Linked DNA regions of Sus scrofa: all the other regions are linked to region 2. The links are chromatin contacts, called in public Hi-C and HiChIP or PLAC-seq maps. All regions are on one chromosome and are shown on one strand. Each heading gives the region's core, a stretch centred on a gene start, on an enhancer-like site or on the middle of the called end of the contact. The rest is flanking DNA. Distances are from core to core; before and after follow the strand shown. Region 1 holds the start of INPP1 (inositol polyphosphate-1-phosphatase). Region 2 holds the start of NEMP2 (nuclear envelope integral membrane protein 2). Region 3 holds the start of NABP1 (nucleic acid binding protein 1).

The links. Hi-C and Micro-C count contacts between places; a contact is called where the count stands out from the background. HiChIP or PLAC-seq counts read pairs in DNA pulled down with a chosen protein or histone mark.
Region 1: a contact with region 2 is called in a Hi-C map of skeletal muscle, with 3 times the contacts expected there. The contact joins the promoter of INPP1 here to the promoter of NEMP2 in region 2. A contact is called at or near these places in 2 of 47 Hi-C or Micro-C datasets (heart right ventricle and skeletal muscle) and 1 of 2 datasets of contacts at active chromatin or transcription factors (skeletal muscle).
Region 3: an H3K27ac HiChIP or PLAC-seq map of alveolar macrophages shows a contact between it and region 2. The contact joins the promoter of NABP1 here to the promoter of NEMP2 in region 2. A contact is called at or near these places in 3 of 47 Hi-C or Micro-C datasets (heart right ventricle, liver and mesenteric adipose tissue) and 2 of 2 datasets of contacts at active chromatin or transcription factors (alveolar macrophages and skeletal muscle).

The regions. Positions count from the first base shown.
Region 1 is chr15:94,954,016-94,958,858 of Sscrofa11.1, forward strand. INPP1 (inositol polyphosphate-1-phosphatase) reads left to right here and starts at 2,815. Exons shown (of 6, transcript NM_001245012.1): 1 at 2,815-2,985.
Region 2 is chr15:95,511,306-95,515,874 of Sscrofa11.1, forward strand. It overlaps NEMP2 (nuclear envelope integral membrane protein 2), which reads right to left and starts at 2,109. Exons shown (of 13, transcript XM_021076065.1): 1 at 1,986-2,109. GLS (glutaminase kidney isoform, mitochondrial) reads left to right here and starts at 2,109. Exons shown (of 18, transcript XM_021076049.1): 1 at 2,109-2,725. The coding sequence starts at 2,340.
Region 3 is chr15:96,312,041-96,316,541 of Sscrofa11.1, forward strand. It overlaps NABP1 (nucleic acid binding protein 1), which reads left to right and starts at 1,844. Exons shown (of 6, transcript NM_001244491.1): 1 at 1,844-2,431; 2 at 2,731-2,869. The coding sequence starts at 2,341. It overlaps LOC100516649 (a long non-coding RNA gene), which reads right to left and starts at 1,709. Exons shown (of 4, transcript XR_002339369.1): 1 at 1,349-1,709; 2 at 46-142.

The sequences.
Region 1 (4,843 bases), core at 1,565-4,064, 560 kb before region 2:
GAATTCCCAGAAATGCAACTTTTGAGTCAAAGGGTGTGAACATTTTTGAGGCTTTTATTGCATTCTGCCAAACTGCCCTCCAGAAACATTGAAGCAATTTATGTCCTTCTCAGCACTGAGCATGCTCACTTGCCACACATCCTGCCTCAGGGGTCGCTGGCCCAAATCGCTAGCTCTGAGCATTCTTTTATTCTCAGTCAACTTAAAGGTGCATTACATTTTACATTTTCACTTCCCTTAAAAGTGTTTGGCTATTTGCATTTTTCTTTCACAATACAACTAATTTATATTTTTGCCCATTTTTAAAAACAGGATATTTACATTTTCTTTTTCTTATAATGATTTTTATTTTTTCCATTATAGCTGGTTTACAGTGTTCTGTCAATTTTCTTCTCTATAGCAAGGTGATCTTTGTAAGATCTTTTTATTAAATGAGGATGTACTCTCTTACCTTTCATAGATACTGCACATTTTGGGATAATTTTTACTTGTCTTTTAATTTTATTCTAAGGGTCTTTTCAATGAAAGAACTCAAAAATTCTATAGTCCAATCTCTCACTTTTCCTTTGTAATTTTGCCCTTTGACGCTTTCAGATGAAAAGTAGTTCAGCTATATTTTTGCCTTGCACATTTAAGACTTGTGAAAAACTTAAAATTGTAAATCCTGCTTATATTTAGTGTCTGAGAAAGGTTTTTTAAGCCATGAACAGGTAAAATAATGTGAGTCCTGGAGTTTTATTGTTGGGTTCAAATTTGACCTCATTACATGCTACATATTTGAGCAAATTACTTAAGCTAAGTTCACACTTTTATTCTTCATTACATTGAGATAATAGTAATCCCACCATAGTGTTGATGTAAGAATGAGCAGCTATAAAACCAAAAGGCACTTGGCCTCATGCCATTAGCTATTGTTATAGCAGAGAGAGAATATTCCAGGCAAAAGAAATAACATGTATAAAGCCATAGAGGAATGCAACCAATTTTCGTACTTAGGAAACTAGATGTGCTGTGGTAAAATGGGATGTCAACTGTTGAGGGGGCAGGACTGACAGTTGGGATGGGGAGAGAGCCCTTGAAAGCTATGCCCAGGAGCTTGCTCTTCATATGACCAGAGATTGGGAGCCCGTGATGGCCTTAAAGCAAGCAACCCATTGAGATGTGTGATGTAAGATGATCTCTGTGATAACAAAGTGGAAAATGGACTAGATCCAGATCATAGACTCATATTGCTTTGTCACAGAAACAGCATTCTCCAGCTCCACCCTCCCCTCCCCTAATTCCTGCTCCTCCAGGGGCAAATTCTTTGCCTTCTAACTAGTTTGGCATTTGCCTCTTTATTTCCAAATATCATGTTCAAACTATTTGTTAATTTTTTTCCATCAGAGGTAGAAATGAGACTAGATATGATTACGAGAGTGATTAATAAACAATAGCAAAGGGGATGGGCCTAAGGAGCCTTAAGGAGATGGACCTAAAAAAACTGAATCTGAGAGAGGACAGAATTGATCAGCTGGACTTACCAGTGAAGTACAGTCTGATAACCGGGAGGGGGTGGGGAGGGAAGGAAGAGTTGTCTCAGAGACTATAGAAGCAGGCTGGGAGCAGAAAGTTGAGTTAGTTTTGGAGGTGTAAATTTTTAAGCACCATTGTGGGTTGAGTATTACCCCCAGCTCCTGTCTTGGATGGCAAGCCACTGCTCTTAGGACCAAGTCTTAACAACTCAGGAGGCAGTTCTGGGTGGTGTGAGGAAAGGTAGATAAAAAACCTGCTGGCCAAAACTTTACACTGGATCTTCCTAATGTCATGTCATGGAATGAGTTATAGGTATGTGGATAGCGGTCTCCTCTGCCCTCCAGGAGCAAAGGCTCAGTCCCTCCTGCCTGAACAGCTGAGATCATTTCCTAGGTGTGCTATGAAATGGAAGGATGCGTGAAGGGCTTTAGAAGGTCCGCTACACACACAAACAGCCTTCCGCCTGCTGGGCTGACCGCCAGACCGCTTCTATTCAAAACGCTATTGCCCTTTAAAAAATCTACCCTTCCCCTCATCATAACTCATTCCTCCTATCCCCTCTTCCCCCATTCAAAACCTTATTTAGGGTAAGCTGAATCCCACAGTTTAAAGGGTGGAAGGGAGAAGAGTCCCTGCCCACGATCTGCTTCCTGTCAAGGTGTCTCTAGGCCCACACCCCATAAGTCAAGCGTCCAGGAGACGCTGCTAGGGTTTGCAGAACAACCAGCACACTTGACATTTCTACTAGAACAATGGAACCCGATTGCCACCAGCAGCAAGTCCATTTTCAAGCTGCCAACCCGTCTGTCAAACCCGTAATCCTCAAAAAAGGGTGCGGAAGACTGCAGAAGGAAGATATTAAATGCGAATTTGTGGGCGGCTACAAGAACAAAACAAAAACAGTGGATTAGGTGACCCAGGAGCCCTTTTTTTCCTGGCACTCCCCTGTGAATCATCACGCCCCACTTGTGACGTTACCGACTTTGAGCTCCGGCAGGCAGGCGTGGGATGCCCTCGCCTGCCCTGGGAGCCTCGAGGCGTCACTGCGCCTTTCCACGCCAAGGTCCCGGGGGAAACGGGTGGGCGGCGGCTTGGCGGATGCTGTGGTTTGCGATCCCCGGCCGAGCGAGGCAGCCCGCCGCCCGGCTGCGCCTCGCCCTCCGCTGGCTACCGCCGTGCTCCCCGCCCCTCGCCTTCGGGCTGAGCTTGCGGCTAGACGCCTGGCGCCCCTCTGCTTGCCTCGCACGCCCGGCCACCTCCTCCTCTGCGTTTTCCTCCTCCTCCTCCCCCGCCTCTTCCGTTTCTGGAGGGAAAGACTGCAGCCTCCTCCTGCGCTCCGCATCCCGGCTTAGGTAATACGTTTTCCTCCGTAAGCTCCCTTCGCCCCAGCACCACAACCTCCTTTCCTGCTCGGATCTGGGTCCCGAGGCTGGGCGAACTGTACACACCCTTCACCTCTCCGGACACTAGGTGAGTAAATCTGGGCCGGGAGGGCTCCTTGCCTCTCCGCCCGGCCTGCGATGACCTCTGTCCGCTGCAGCGAGGCTGCCACCCGGCCTGGTCCGCCCCGCCCCACATCGCTGCTGCAACTGGCCGGGCGGAGGAGCTCGCGAGTCTTGCCGTCTTCCTGGGATCCGCAGAAACGACCCGAAAGAAATAGACGATAGGAAGAAAAATTGGCAAACAACTTTTTATTATTATTATTATTATTATTCGATCATTAGCCTTTCTAGGTCGAAGAAGCTAGATCTGACAGTTGTCGAGAGAGCAGTGGCCCGAGTTCAACAGGTAGATGGCGTAGCTGTCAGGCACCCCTTGGTTTTGCTTAGAGAGATGCAGCTAAGGGTCCATAGCTGCTGGCTGCCGCTAGTGACCTACTAGATGAATGTAAAATAAACATGAAGGGACTATATTTAGAAAAGTCTTTGCCTTCTTGTTTTTAATTCTCTGCATTTTGAAAGGCAGTTTTGTGAGATGTGTATGGTGTGGCCAGAGTAGAGTAGCAGAGGGGAAAATATTTAACTTGGGTTTGGATGAATCATGTATACTGTTACTGTGTTAGATGCAAAGAGCATGAAGAAAATCCCTAGATTATTTAGTACATTCATGAAGAACATATATAAACAATCAAGGTGTGTATTTTGGAGGTTTTCGTTTTAAAGGTAATTTTTAAGATGTTGAATAAGCAGAAGTTTGCCACTGTGTGAATGGTGTTCACTTCAAAAGAACAGTGGGTTAAGGTTGTAGGGATAGACCACTGGAGTGCATCCCACATGTTAAATAAAACATTTTTTTGGCCTTTTTCCTGTCGTTCCTAGCTTTCAAACCAGAGAAGTGGATAAAGATCAGCCCTGCTCAGCCTAGTAATAGTCTAATGATGAAAATAATCCACAAAACTACTGTTGACTGACAAATTACCTAAGTGACCTCATTTTTGACCTTGTGAAATACCCAACAGAGGGAGAAAAAAAGCAATAGAAGAGTTTCTTTTTTCAACACAGATATTTGTTTGCATTCTAATTGAGAACCTACTTTATTTTTAAGTTTTTGTGGATCTTTATACTACTCTTGAAAGTTAATTCTTAGTCATGAAGAGGATTATATAAATGCATAAGGTTACATTTTACTTTTTCATAGAATAAGTTACCATTTCTTTTCAAGCTTTTGGACTAAATTACCCCTTGGTTGAAAATTGCAGCTTGGACTTATGTCATTTAATGTGAAATATCTTATTATAGATTTAAATTACAGCTATACTTGTGGTAATTTTGAAGAAAATGATGTCTTACTTGATATATAAGGCCTGTGAAACAAAAGTTATAAAGTTATATGTTATGTATTTAGTTCCCCATTTATTTCTTTCTCTGATAACCAATCAGAAAATGTCTTGGAGTTCACGTCATGGCTCAGAGGTAATGATCCCGACTAGTATCCGCGCGAGGACTTGGGTTCCATCCCTGGCTTTGCTCAGTGGGTTAAGTATCAGCCTTGCCCTGAGCTGCAGTGTAGGTCACAAACATGGCTTGGATCTGGCATTGCTGTCGCTGTGGTGTAGGCCCATAGCTACAAGCTCCGATTGGATCCCTACCCTCGGAACTTTCATAGGCTGCAGGTGAGGCCCTAAAAAAAATGAAAAAGACCCCCCCAAAAAGAAATAGTCTTAATATGCTTCATGTTGTAGATAAATTGCCTAAAATATACTGATATTATATAAAGTGATTAATAAAAACAAGTCTTTTTCATTTATTAAATGTGAGAATGAGGTATGTGAGAACTTTTTTGTGGCTGTGTGTCCTCAATAAATGTCCTTGTTGATGTATTTTGAACC
Region 2 (4,569 bases), core at 859-3,358:
GTACATGATAAACAGAAGAGCTGTCTTCTATTTGCACATATTTTGATAGACTATTGTATGATATAAAATGCTTGTATAGGGATAGACTTTATTTTATATGATGTTATTATTTAATAGGTGCATAATTAACCTAACAAAATAGTAATTAATTCTAGTTCATAGTTCAAAAGTTTATTTGATTAAAAAAACTAAAGATGTTTAAAAATTATATAAGGTAAAGAAAATAATTGAAAGTATTAAATGAAAGTATTTAATTCAATTTACATTATTTTCAATTTGCTAACTTTTCACTGGTCTTCTAAAACAAGGGGTTAAATTTCAGCAGATTCGTAAATTCTCCTACATGTTAGGAATAATATCTGCCCATTCTCACTAGCTCATCCTTCGAAGCAGAAACTCTAGAAAATAATCTATTATTAGGTTTGCTTTCTATATTGTTAAGTATACTACACTTAAACCTTAGAACGCTGAAAGGAATTTTCATTGGGAAATTAAAGAAACTAAGAAAAACCAGCAGAAAATAATAACTGGATTTGTCAATAGCTTGAATGTGGTTGAGAGTAAGGAGGCAGTAGAAACTGATAAGTGGTTATATCTAAGAGATGGGACAATATTCAGGTTTATGTCATTGATAAGTCAGACTGGAAAGGTTATGGAGAAGAAGTATTTGTTACCTTTCCTCCAAATCTTAATGTTCCTTTTCCTGAAGATATTGTTACCTTGACTCTTTAACAAATTTTAGTGACAGGTAACATTAAGTAGTAGTAAATCCTCTAAACAATTTGCAAGTCTTTTAATAAGTGTGATTACTTGCTTTACATATGATAGATTTTTCCACGTGCTTCTAGTTAAAGATAGAAAAAACTTAAACATGGCAAGACTGTGGCATGCAAAAGGTCACATAACCTGTAGGTACAGTCAGATTTCCAATGACTAATCTAGTGCAGTATTTTAAGATTCATCAGATTACTAAATCTGATGATCAGTTAATGATGCACCTGTCATACACCCTTCCCTTTTCATAAAAATCATCCTATTAACCTTTAAGAATCTATGCATATAAACCTAATTGTTTTGGTAAACTCTCTAAAAGCTTTTCTTTTCGCGTGGAGTGGACTGTAGATGTAAGTTCAAAGAAAAATTCAGAGTTTATCAGCTCCTTGGTTCTTTTCCTACCGGTCCTCAAAGATAAATGGATCAAAACAGCTGAAACGATTTAAAGACCTAGTATCTGGATGCTTCTATCTTATGACAATCAAGCAGCTTTAGAATAGAAAAGTGTCTACAAGTTTGCTTTCAAGCAAACGAGTGTTAAGGGAATCGCTGCTATTAAAAAATCTTTTTGAGATGTAGGTGTACATTTTAAACAGTAATTTTTAAAAAGGGAAGCAGTGGTGTTCAGGAATTTCCCCCTTTCTCTTGGTCCTCCCCTGAACTCCAGCCCTCCAAATGGCTAAGTCGCATAGCTGAAAGGATTTTGCTCATTTTTTCCAAAACATTTCACATCTGGGCAGTCGCCAACCATAGGAACATTTGGGCAGAGAGCAAAGCTCGTCTGGGTCTGCCTTCTGGGGATCGATGCCCTCAGAGGCGTCGCCACACGCCCTTACCAGTTAGCTCCGGGCCAGCAGCAAGCTTGGACCAGCCGAGCTTCGACAGCTGGGCCAGACGCCAGCGCGGGCCAAGCCCACTGACTGACCGCCGGCCCTCCGGCTGCATAAGGCTCCTGCCCATCAGTCTCCCAAACAGTTCGAGGCCCTAGAGTCCAGGAGTCCATCTGCTTCGTAAAAGACGAGACCGTTGAGCCCCCACTTTCCCCACGAGGGTAGCCTCAGGGCTGACGAGGCGAGGAGGAAGGGGCTACTCTAGAGCCCGGCCTGGCTACCCTGCTTCGCACGTCAGTTTGATCCCTCTCCCCGCCCCCCGCCAGTCCCCGCCTGACTCCGCGCAACGGGCGGGGAGAGAAATGTGACTGCTACACCCACCAATCAGAAGCGAGGTCGAGGATCTGAGCCAATCGGGACCGGCGACTGGGGCAGGCCGCCAGCGTCCTCCCGCCCCCGGGAGGGTGAGCGCGGAATGTCCCCGGCCCGCCCCTGCGCCTCAGTCTCAGTGCGGGTCCCTCCTCGTTTGGGAGCAGAAGTGGCTGCGGGTAGTCTCCGGAGCAGCAGCAGCAGCAGCAGCGTCGGCGGTTGCCGGAGCCGGAACCACACCCACGTCACTGCCCCTGTCCTCTTTTGCCCTCTCGTCGTCCGGTCGGAGACCGCATTCTCAGAGAGCGGCTTGCCCACGCCCGGAGCATCCTCCCTTGCTGAGCGAGCGCTGACGGACCCGGCGGCATGATGCGGCTGCGAGGCTCGGCGATGCTGCGGAACCTGCTCCTGCGGCCGCCCGCCGCTACCTGCGCGGTTCTGAGGCGGGCGCAGCCCCTCGCCACCCTGTGCCGGCGCTCCCGGGGCGGGGGACGAACGGGCCCTGCGGCCGCCGCGCGGCTCCACCCGTGGTGGGGCGGGGGCGGCCGGCCAGCGGGGCCCCTCGCGAGGGGCCTGTCCAGCTCCCCTTCGGAGATCCTGCAGGAGCTGGGCAAAGGGGGCACGCAGCAGCAGCAGCAGCCCGGGGCGTCGCCGCCCGCGGCCCCGCCGGCGCCCAGCCCCAAGGACAGCCCGGGGGAAACGGACGGGTTCGGCAACAGCGAGGGCAAGGAGCTGGTGGCTTCCGGCGAAAAGTGAGTGTCTCTGCGAGGCGCTGGAGGCCTCATCCTGCGTGGGGCCCATGCCCGGGAGGGGCCTGCGGTGGGGCGGGATGGGAACGGAGGTTCGAGAAAGAAAGAGATGCCGGGCGGCCTGCGCCGTCTGCGCCATGTGATTAGGCCCAGCCCCGCCCGCGCCTTCCCCGCCTGTGCCTCACCGCTCAGCCTTTACTTCCCTTCCCCGCCGCGGGGTGGAGCCGCCGAGGGGTCAGTCTGGTCCACCCCCCACACCCCCCCAGCGCTGGAAGCTGTGGCTGCTTGGCCCGCGCCGCGTGCTCCGAGCCCGGCTCCCGGCGGCAGCGCCTGGCCGCCCGCCTAGCCCTTCGTGGGTGATAGCACACGAACAGACCGAGTGACATTTAAGCGGTGGGCGTTGAGCAGAGCTTCTGCCTTCCTGACGCGTTGCTTTTCCGGGCTCGAGTTTCCTCTCTCCCTAACCTCCTTCGATCTCTACCACCCTGTCTAATGTGGCAAAGTATTCTCAATATTTCTGGAGTGGCTTTTTCAGACGTATGTAGGGCCATCTGCGGCACCGGAAATAATATTTCCGAAACAAGGTTAAGAGGAAAAGGGTCATGTGGCTGAGAAGATGGGGCATGCCGTGCAGTACAGACCACCTGTTTCACTGGGGATCAGCTTTGGCCTGTCTGACATCTTTCATGAGACGGGTGAATTTTTGAAAATAAAAGTTAAAAAAAAAAAAAGATAAAAGTCAAAATAACCAAGATGAAATGTGAGGGGTAAAACACTGGAAAAACGGAGTTAAGTAGCTTTTGTGATTTATATTGTGAGAGGGTGTTAAGCCATCTATTCCGAACAGCAATTTAGTCTTAAAATTGACTTTTCCTACGCAGTCTGTGAGGCAATTTCCTGGATATTTCGTCTTGAGTTAATAGAAGCGAACACAAACTTTGTTTTCTCACTGTAGGTAAAAATTTACCTGTTTTCTTTATACCTTACTGGTTTTCTCACCTTGTACTGACGTTATATGACCTGTTTTGCCTTCCTCTACTTACATTATTATCTTCTGCCCAAGAATATTTTAAGTCAAACTGAAAGTGTGATTCTTATACTTTCAATCTCAGACCTAGCTTAATGTTTCCTGTAATTGAAATTGGCACCTTCCTAAAACATTCCAAGCAAAAGTTGTTTTCCCAGACTGAAAAACGTTATTTTAAAAAAAAAAGCACTTAGTGATGGGCAAAATTTGTGGTATCCTGTGATAAAGATTTTGTGCCACAAAGTACCATTATGGCTCTGGGCAGGTCATTTAATTTGGTTGGATGACTCAGATCCGTTCAAGTTCTAAAAAGCTAGACTTTGGTCAAATTTCTACCTCTTAAATTTTTAGTGACTAGGATTTTTAGTTTTTTTAGTGACTAGGATGTGTATGCTTAATCTTCATTTGGTATTCACTTAACATCATTTGAATTACCTGGCATGTAACTAATTTAAGTAAACGTGCCCAGAATTACAGAATTGAAAAATGCAATTAATAGCATTTAAAAGTTGTCCTTAAAGGATATATAATGGGAACTGCTTTCTATTGAAAATACCTTTTGTCTCTTCAGTGGCTCTAGTGTCCCTCTTTTTTCCCTCCTTTTGTCAGATAGAAAATTGAGCATTTCACAATTTGCTTGTTTCCCAGAAGCTTCTAGCTCCATTGCCATCTAAATAAGAAATCATTTCGTAGCAATAACTTTGAAATGCTGTTTTATCTAATACTTATTGTCAACTCTACATAAAAAATGACCTGTCCTGTCCCTCCCAGCCCCTAAAGAAAAACAGTGTAGGGGCGGAATCTTTCAAGAATATTTGCT
Region 3 (4,501 bases), core at 594-3,093, 800 kb after region 2:
TTTTGACTCATAATTCCACCACTGCAATTTTAGTCTAAGAGTTACCTTTAGGCTGGAGGGCTCTGGGGTCAAGATTGCCTAGATTCAAAACCCAGCTTGTCCTTCTCTGGCTATGTGGTCTCTGGTGAATTTTATTTACCGTCTGTAAAATGGAGATAAAAGTTAGCAGTCACAACAGGATTGATGAAATGAATAAGTAATCACATCTTAAGCTATTATTGTTTCCTTTTCTTTAATCATAGAAACTAGGCGAGGGGAAATATTTATTGAGTACCTACTATTTGCTAGGGACTAGCTGGACAATTTATGAGCCCATGTAATCCTCTGTAAGTAAGGTAGGAATCCTTTTATTTTTGTATGATTAAATTATGACTAGAAAATGTAATCAACTGTCCTAAAGGTCACATAGCTAGTAAATAGTTCAAGCCCAGGTTTGTTTCTAAACTACATGCGTTTCTCACTACACCACATAAATAAAACTTTCCCCCACCTCAGCTTATGTTTCAGGGTTTCCCACTGTTGTTATATGATTGTTTCGGATGTACAAAAACAAATACAAAACTTGATAGCTCATGAAAAAAACAGGGAGGAAATGTAAATGCACATTTCTAAGTGAAAAAAGCCATTATGAAAGGCTACATACTGTATGATTTCAACTATGTGACATACTGGAAAATGAAGCCTAAAAATATTAGTGGTTGCCAAGGATGAGGGGTAAGGGAAGGATGAATAGGTGGCGCACAAGATTTTTAGGGCAATGAAACTACTCTGTATAATACTATTAATTTTGCATACGTATCATTATACATTTGTCCAAAACCATAAAATGTACAATACCAAGAACAAACCCTAAGGTAAACTAAGGATTTTGCATAATAATATGTTAATGTTGTTCATCAACTGTAACAAACATACCACTCTGGGGGAGACATTGATAATGGGAAGAGGTCACGCATGTGTGGGGATAGAGAGCATATGGGAAATTTCTGTACCTTCCTCTCTTAGTTTTGCTGTAGACATAAAACTGCTCTAAAAACAGACTATTAATAAAATGAACGTAGAGAAGAAAAGCAAAATGGGGAGTGTAATCTGAGAGGAGCAAGAAAAAATAGTTAAGTTTGCAAAGGAATTTAACTTCTTGTTTATCTGCCTAGTATTACAGAGTGAAAAGCACCAAGGCTAGGTCACTTGTGTTTGTGTCCTGCTTGCTCATAAAGTTGCTGAGTGACCTTCAGCAAGCCACCTCACAGTTCCTGCTCTCAATAAGCTTAAAATGAGGCAGTAGAGTGGAACTCTTTTGCCCTCTGGTCTTAAAATTCCAGCCTCGCTGCTAAGGACCCATCCCTACCTTTTATTTTCTTTCAACCAGACCAGCCACACTTGCTTGAACCTTGTTCTTCCTCTCCTGCATACTTTTTGACGTACCCACTGCGTTCTAAAACACAGCAACCGTTCTCCTTGACCGCGAAACTAAAAAGCAGGGGCGAAGGACTGAAATCTGAGGGACAATATGCAAGAAAACCAGAAACTGGACAGTGAGTAGTAGAAGCCTGAAAAAGGAAGACTAGGCAGGGCAAAATAGACGCCGCGCGGCGACGGCGGAAGCAGGAGGAGAATGGGTCGGAGTTCAGAGCCGATTGGACGGCTGAGAGGGCGGGGTCCGCACTGACAGCCCAGGGGAGGAGCTAAGGAGGCTGAGCGGGCGTCGTCTGCTTGTTTCCGCCCCTTGGCTGCCCCTTTCCAGAGCCTAGAGGGCGGAGCGTCGGGCGTGCCCGACGCCGTGTGTCGTAACAAGGGGGCGGGGCGACGCGGGGGTCCAGCCGGTGCGCGGGCGCATTCTGCAGTCGCTGTTTGGGACGCTGGGTGCGCGGAAGCTTGGTCTCTGCTCTGGCTTCGCAGTCAAAGCCTGTTCCCTCCCTGGAGCTCGGGACAGGCTGGGCACGCGCCCCTGTGTGTGTGTGTGTATGTGTGTGTGTGTGTGTGAGAGGACTCAGGGCAGAGGCATCTTCTCGCTGCCTTTTTTTCTTCCTTTTATCCAAAGAAGGGGCAGTTCTCACGCTTGCCTTCCTGTCGCCTGGTTGGGAGCGGGGTCGGGGTGCGGAGTGGTTCGTGTTTTTTTCTTTTAAACTTGTCAGCGCTTTTTTCCCCCAGTTTTTTTCGGCTCAGTGTCTTCTGAGCTGGTTTCCTCCGTCCCTGACTAACCTCTTTCTGCCCCTTCTCTTGCCATCCTCGCCCAAGGTCGCCCCTCCGCCCTCGCACCTGGCCCAGGGGGGTGGTGGGAAGCTTTGTCCGGCTCCCTGCCCACTCGAGTCTCCGCATCGTAGCCGCACCTGCCTCATTATGAACGGGGTCAACGACCCCCCTCTTTTTATAAAAGATATTAAGCCCGGACTGAAAAACTTAAATGTCGTCTTTATTGTCTTGGAGATAGGTAAGTGGGGTCCACAGCCCACACCGCCGCCCGCAGTGCGTCCCGGGGCCAGAGGGAAGGGCGCTGCCGCCGCTAGCCGGGGGCTCCCCTCCCCCTTCCCTACCTTCTCTCTCCCCTCCCCCATCCACGTGGCTCCGTTGGCCCCTGCTGGGGCTGTAGCCTACCTGCGGGCGAGAACCCGGGGCTCGATCTCTTCCCACCTTTCAGACGCCTTTTGATCCCGGAGGAGGAGTTAGCTTTTTGGAAGTACTCATTTTCTAATACACCCCTCCCCCTTTTGATTTTTTAAATCCCCACAGGACGCGTGACCAAAACCAAAGACGGCCATGAAGTGAGATCATGCAAAGTAGCAGATAAAACGGGCAGCATCACTATTTCCGTGTGGGATGAAATCGGAGGTCTCATTCAGCCGGGGGATATTATTCGGTTGACCAGAGGGTAGGTGTTCATAAAGGGGTTGGGGAAGGGGTTGAGAGTGTCTCCTAAGTAGAAGTCTGGGAAATCGAAATTGACTGACGCCCAGGACCGTGGCAAGTTCTAAAGTTTCGTGTTGTTTTTCCTCGGGGCCACTCCGAGAAGTTTTGAGCCCCCTTCGATGTTAACCTCAGTTGGTGGACAGCATTGGTTTGTAACACCTAAGCCTTTAAAAGCAATTTCAACTGAGAATCTAAACAACCCCACCCTCAGTTTACAGATTTTTAAATACTGTTCAGGGATTATTGAGTCTTTTTAATAGATTGTTAAAAATCAAGTTAATACAGCTGTCACTTAGTTTTTTCCAACCTTTTTTCCCTTTTAATGACTTGATGTCTTGCCAGTATTTTATTTGTACTCATTTAGACAGTGTGGATGTAAATTGAGGTTGTAGTTGGAGAATTTAGCAGTTTTGTGGTGTATCGAATTTGTACATGGATGTGAAAGAGGAGAGGTTTACAGTATCTGTAAGGCACATTCTGGAAAATGATTTCTTATGACTACTGCTGTAAGGGCAATGTTGTACAAAAACCAAAATGATATGCAGAAAATGTTTGGCAGAAAGATGTCAATGATACTTCTATCCAAAAGAGTTAGTGGGCAGATTGGCTTTTAAAAATAGTTTAGTGCAACCTTTTAAAAATTTATCCAGTCTTTTTCTTAGGAAGATTAAAATATGAGAAAGGGATCTTAAAAGCAGATTTTGGAAGCTTTGTGGTTAATAGAATTATAATAATTTATTGCTCATAGTTATAGGAAAAGTGAGTGGAGATTGATGTTGGCCTAGTAGATAGCATCTCAAAGTGTTGGATCACCCTGAAAGTAGGAACGTAGAGCCCTTTGATATTATCTTACAGGTCTTACCACATCTTCAGGAAGTGAGGCAGAGTATTATCAAAGAAGGAAGTGAGAGTCAGGACCTAAACATTTATTCCTGTACACTGACTCACTATGACACCAGTAGTGTTTTTTAAACCACATCTTTAACTTGCACAAAAGAGAATTCCTACCTGGGAGGGTATGTGAGAAATAGCATAATTAAAGATTTTTGGCAGCCAGAGTATCTCATCCATTGCATTAAAATTTATTTTATGCACTGTAAACAGCATCTTATTTCAGTTATTTCAAATTTTGTAGTCATGGAAGATACATAGACATGTTCATCAAAAAAAAAATGGAAGAACTAAGTTCAGTAGCCATAGCTGGTCTGTAGGATTTTTAAGGAGCATAGTGACCAAGGCGTATAATTCAAAGGGAAATTCAAAACCAAAGAAACTATTTTCTAACTTCGGTTAGAAGTCGGTGTGATCTGGAAGTTATTAAACTTTTTGACCTTCCTTCTCTGTAAAATGGGGATAATTATGCCTTACTTACTAAAGTAACACATCCAGCATAGTCTGACCCCTTGGAAGGCCCTTAATTTCTGGTTGAATCCAAGAAAAGTAGCTTTTGAAGAAAGGCATACCTCTCAATAATGGTAATTTGAATATTGCAAACATTTATTTCATACCTGAACTAAGTGAAAGTTAAATGTTTTAGGTCTAGTAACTTCAAATTTTCTCTCAGAATAGGTATTTTTACTTTAGTAAGGGGGAA